Regions from separate parts of the Drosophila melanogaster genome. Here region 1 is linked to region 2. A link is a contact called in public targeted proximity ligation data. All regions are on one chromosome and are shown on one strand. The core of a region is the stretch at or near the end of the contact, and the rest is flanking DNA. Distances in the headings are between cores, read along the strand shown.

What was found.
Region 1: a targeted proximity ligation map of the Kc167 cell line shows a contact between it and region 2, with 3 times the contacts expected there. A contact is called at or near these places in 2 of 107 Hi-C or Micro-C datasets (the Kc167 cell line and the S2 cell line) and 1 of 7 datasets of targeted methods (the Kc167 cell line).

What each region holds. Positions count from the first base shown.
Region 1 is chr3L:14,512,509-14,515,318 of dm6, reverse strand. It overlaps bbg (big bang), which reads left to right. Exons shown (of 9, transcript NM_140448.3): 3 at 2,049-2,810. The coding sequence starts at 2,071. Among named protein-coding and RNA genes, the nearest start is that of CG9592, 3.9 kb to the left of the region's middle.
Region 2 is chr3L:14,345,943-14,348,688 of dm6, reverse strand. All of the region lies in intron 4 of fz (frizzled), which reads right to left. Among named protein-coding and RNA genes, the nearest start is that of CG13482, 18 kb to the right of the region's middle.

The DNA of each region.
Region 1 (2,810 bases), core at 234-2,733, 170 kb before region 2:
ATCAAAATTGCGTGGCCATAATTTGATTAGGAGTTATCGAATCATTCAACTTAATGATTTCCTGTTCTTCTTTCTGCCATATATATCCGAAAATAACTTTTCAACAAAGATTACTATAGAAAAATCAATAAAAGGGATTTATCAAATACTCCAAGTGCTTAAGGCAAGCTTGCTAAATGTTCTTGATACCAATTTTGAAGAGTTAAACGAAACCAATTTAATGCATTTTCTTAGTCATTTTCCTTCAGGGCATTCTTTTTTCTACACCCGGAAGCCTAAGGCTTTCCACTTATGTTGGTTTTGTTTATTTCGGACTTCTGCGCCCATCCTTACTTATCTGTTTTGTTTTTTTTTTTACTTTTTTTTCGTGGCTATAACTGTTGTTTTGGCCGGTGCCCGGTAATTACCAATGTCGGGAGCAGGAACGAGAAATGGACCGCGATGGCAAACGAGTCAAGTCAGTTCCCCCGCGTCAACGAACATCACAAATTTGAAATCAGTTTCATTATATAAATTGTTACCTTTAGACGATGTGGCAGACAGTTTGGGCCGGAGGTTTGGAGCCCTCATTGAGCCAGTTTTTGCTTTAAGCTGTGAAATATATTTTTCTTTTCTCTTTTTCTTTCGCATTCCTCTTTCAACTGAAAATTGCACACAATTTGTGCTGCATAATGTCAAAGTTGGTTTGGCTTTGGTGCGAAACGAATTTGATTGGGCATCCGTTGGATAGAAGTGGCTCAGAGTAACGCACTTGACTTCAATTAGACAGCGAGCACTTACCAATTGCCCGGTTTTTCCCGTCACCCGACATCCTCGGTCCTTCATGTACTGGTCAAACAGCTTCCTCCTCGAAAATGGCAAACTGTGTCAGTCAGCAGCGACTTTGACTGGCATTCGTCTGGCGTCCCATCGCAGTTCCTCGGTTCCTGATTTTTCCACTCCCATCTCAACTTTCCTTAGCTCAGCCCCATTTGGTCATTTTGTTTGCTCATCCACTAAGGAAAAAAGTATCGTAGAATGTTAGAAGAGCGAATGTTTAAATGATAGTTGTTGTAAAGATAGTTAGAATTCAGAAAAGGTATTAAATTAAATATTAAGTAAAATATCTACCTGAAAATATGTGTCGATCTAAGCGACGGTAACTAAAATAATAATATTGCTTGGTTAACCTAATCCCAAGAAATAATGTTTACTCGAGGGAAATTTTATAGCTCCAGTATTATTCTGTGTGCATGTCTATGGTCAGCGACTGTCAGTCAGCCGCCAGTGTCCATCCAGCCGGCATATCCCCACCCAGATTCTGCTCTTTTGTTTGCTCTTCTGGCCCCGGGGGCTCCCTAACTGTTTGTGCTATCCCGGGTGTTGACTGACAGGTGCCGCCGGAGAATTTTGGCGCTACAAAGTGCATAAATAAAAATTTTTCCAACTCTGTTGACAGTGGAACATGGCAGAGAAAGAAAAACGTCGAAAGAAATGGTATGAAACCGGGGCCCAAGACCCATTAGTTAGATGAGTGAGTAAAGGAAGAATAATGGTATAAAGGCACTTTAAAATGTTGATTAAAGTTTATTCTCTGGATTGTTAAAGTTCCCTTTCTTAAAATTTAAGTTAAGACCGACAAGGTTTGCTATTAGTTTTAAGTAATTGAAAAGATTATTATGCGTTATATTATTAAATAAATAAATAGTTTAATTTAAAAATCGTCCTACGAAACGTTGCTTGTAATATACATACACAAATCTTCTACATGCATTTTACATTTACAACTTTGTAAGTATTAGTCTACATGTAGATGTCGTGATTATCCATATTATTATCTACGATCATTTTGTTTGGTTTGAAGCCATGATTACTCCAACATATTCAACAACGAATTTTATGAAAAGCTTTAGCTAAGATCAAAACCAAAGTATCTCACTAAGCAAGATCAACAACCCACAATTTGTGTTAAATTTTTACAAATAATGTTATTTGTATAAACATTCTTGATTATTGACTAAACATAAAATTATATATGTTTAAAACATTTTCTTCTTCTTCTGCTACAGGCTCTAACTTAATACTGCTAAAATGGCCTCCACACCAAAAGCGAATGGCACGACAGCGAAGACGGCAACCATAAATGATGACTACATAACGGTCGTGGAAGTGGATGATCCGACGTCGAACCCGAAGGATCGCCTTAAGAAGCTAGTCAAGCGTCAAAGCTCTGTGGCGGAGGACTCCTCGTTCATCACAGTGCTGACGATTAACGAGATGGAGTTGCTTCAACAGCGAAAAAAGGAGGAGGATGTTGGTAGTGGCTCAAGCCCTACGATGGAGGAGCAAATAGAGAATGTCACAGTGTTCAGATTACCGGGAGAACGTCTCGGTTTTGGCCTAAAGTTTCAAGGAGGCACGAGGAGCACAGAGCTCGTCCAAAAACTGTACATACAATCCTGTGCTGCAGACAGTCCTGCCTCCAAAGTGTCCACCAGCTGGGGTAATCTACGAGAGGGTGATGAGATCGTCAGTATCGATGGTCGTGATGTCCGGGAATTGACTCGAATCGATTGCGTTCGCGGCCTCAAAGACAATGTGGCCATTAAGCTGGTGGTGCGAAATGGTCACGGACAGAAGCCTCCCAGCGAAGAGGACCCACAGCAGCAGGAACACCTTTCGATCACACTGAATGCCCAACCACCGCCTCCGCCACCAGTGCCGCCAAGAAAGTTGGTGAGACGGCAAAACTCCAAAGAGAACCAGGCTCAGTTGCTCATTGAGAAGCCATTGACGCCACCACCGGATGCGGAGTACTACCTGAATCTTTT
Region 2 (2,746 bases), core at 44-2,543:
AATAAGGAAAGCGGCGAAACTTTGTACGCGCAGCGTTGTACAACGATTTGTTATCTCGGCATTTGTATCTAAGCGTTGCAGTTAACGGTACTCAGACATACTCAGACGCAGCCACGCACCGAGTACAAGTTGTTTTAGCAGTTTTTGCAAGTGCTGCCAAAACATATTGGTGCAGAAAAACACTTTGCCAAAAAGGCAAAACGATGTCATGCACATATTTTTAACTGCAGTCGAAAACTTATCTAAATTTGCAAATCAACAGTGTTTCAAAAAATCCGACAGATGACTTCCCGGCTGTACACTGAACCGGATCTTAAAACGAGATCCTTAGGATGGTCCTGCCATATCATAACCCTACACATGTTTAACATGCACAGTATCAGTGTGAAAGGGAGACAATCAAGGGCCCTCAACTCGCATGCATCTGGCCATTAAAAATGATTTATATGCGGCAGCGCAAAAAATGAATCGTATGCATATATATCCCGTATTCATAAGCCGAGTTTAGTTTGTGCTGCTGCTTTATTGATGTTAATTTATGTATGTTTCACTTGGCTTTCTTGCCACGCATGTCTTTTGAGCTCTCGAGAGCTGCAAAGTTGATTTACAGCTGCAGTTTGGGTTGGGTTGAAGTTGGGATTGGATTCAGATTCGTAATGGGTTGGGTTAGTCCTGGGTCTACGGAGTCTAGAGTCTAGAGTCCACAGTCTAGGTGGGTAGTCGCTTAATTGGTCGCCACCTAGCCACATGTTGCGCCATGTATGCTGTGGAGTTTCGATTTCAGTTTTGGCCCGGTAATGCGAAACGCACTTTCGAAACCACAAAAACAAATGCAACAAAATATTTATGATTTATTTGAATAGGCGTCTTAATGGACGGCTTTGTATCGGCAATAAATGGCCTATTGATAAAGTTGTGTGAATTATTTTCCATAATTTGGCTGAACAACGCCATCTAATGTTAATGTTTTTCTGTTCCACTTCCTAATCATGATTTTTTATAGTTCAATTCGACATTTATTGCGTTCAATCACATATGATAAATTACAATGATTGATTCTAAAAATGCCATTCCTTCTAATAAATGGCTTAAAATATGGTCTACATTCTATTCTACATAAATATAAAAATTTAACACAAGCAAATACTATCCACTTGACAGGGCAACATAAATAAAGTTCTGAACCAGTAAGCGATCCCATCAGGCAATTTATGTGTGTCCGAAGCCAATTCAAAATGACTAATGTAGCCAAGATCATTTTAGATCTCTTCGGATCACTAAATTCAGCTCACACACAGAGTGGCCTTTTATTTCATATACACAATCATTTCAGTGGTGCCAGTGCTTATCTTTTATGTAAATTTATGAACCAGTCTGGGGCCACTCAAAAAAGTTGACTGGCAATAATTATGATTTCTTCAAGTGTGCACAAGCAACTAAACATGCAGACCGTATATACGCGTCAATATAGTGTTGCATATATTTTTTGTGGATATATATTTTACACAAGTCATGGCAAGATGTCTATTGACAGCCCAGCCACACAGAGACACTTGACGGGCAGCTCGAGTGGCTTTTTGAGAAACCAGTCTCGAGTGCGTTAGAATACCAGCTCAAGTGGGCAGTGGAGGAGTGGCGAGAATCGGGGGGAATGCCGCAGGAGGGATATGACCAGGGATCAGGAGGAGCTCTGGTCTTGTGCTAAGCCATCGGGAGATATTCCCATTGGCAAGCGCCGTACTTCAGATGCCGTCAGTCCGCAAATGGAACTGAGACTCAAACCGAGACCGAGATTGATATTGCCCAGAAACCGAGGATGATACAAACACTCAAACAAAAATAATGGTAAAAAAGAGAGAGGAATATCAAATAAATGATTAGGCGTCCCAATGTATTCTTGTATATAAATATATGTTTTATGATTGCTTCCTTCTTATTGGAGTTAAGAACCCTTAGCCTTCTCAGCCCAATGCTATCAAATAACTACCAAACTTTTAAAATTGTTCCTGTTTTTCAATCCCAAGTGCTAAACACATTGTATTGTATTTCTTACAGTGAAGTACACACCTAACCGGTGTGTCTTCTTTACAAGAAGATCCTCTCGGGCTCCTAAATAGCTATGATTAAATTTATATAGTTATAGTAGCAGGGCCTGCGGCTGTCCAGCAAAATCAAAGTAAAATTAACTTTATGGCATAATTGTAGGGGAAACAAAGTGAGCTTCTGCGTCCCCAATTGCACTTTAAACTAATTCATAAATCCGACCGGAGTCGAGACCTCAAGAGCAGGCCTAATTGCCACCATTTGTGGTCCCATGTGCCATGTGCGATGTCAAGTGAGTGCCGGCTGAGAGGAACTCGAGTGCAAATCGATGTTGGTAATCTAGCCAGTAAATATATATAAATATTTAGTGCCCTCTGCTGCCAGAGTTTGTGTGTTTATCGTGTCTAATTATGGCAAATTAGCCAGAGTAGTGCCATAAATCAATGCGGGTCTCCTGGGAGGAGAAGCTCTACTCACTCGTTTGGGGACATAGGGGTCAATCAACGGATAACTCATAAAATTTACATACCTGAAATGAAAAGAATTTAGAGAACATGGAGTTAGAGATTGCACAAACAAATGGCTTTTAAGTTTTTAAATATTATTGGGTAAACATTAATGTTTGATTACGAGTGTGTTCATTAAATGTTCATTCGCTATTCAACTAATTTACCACAATCTTTTTTCTAAATGCCGATTCTTC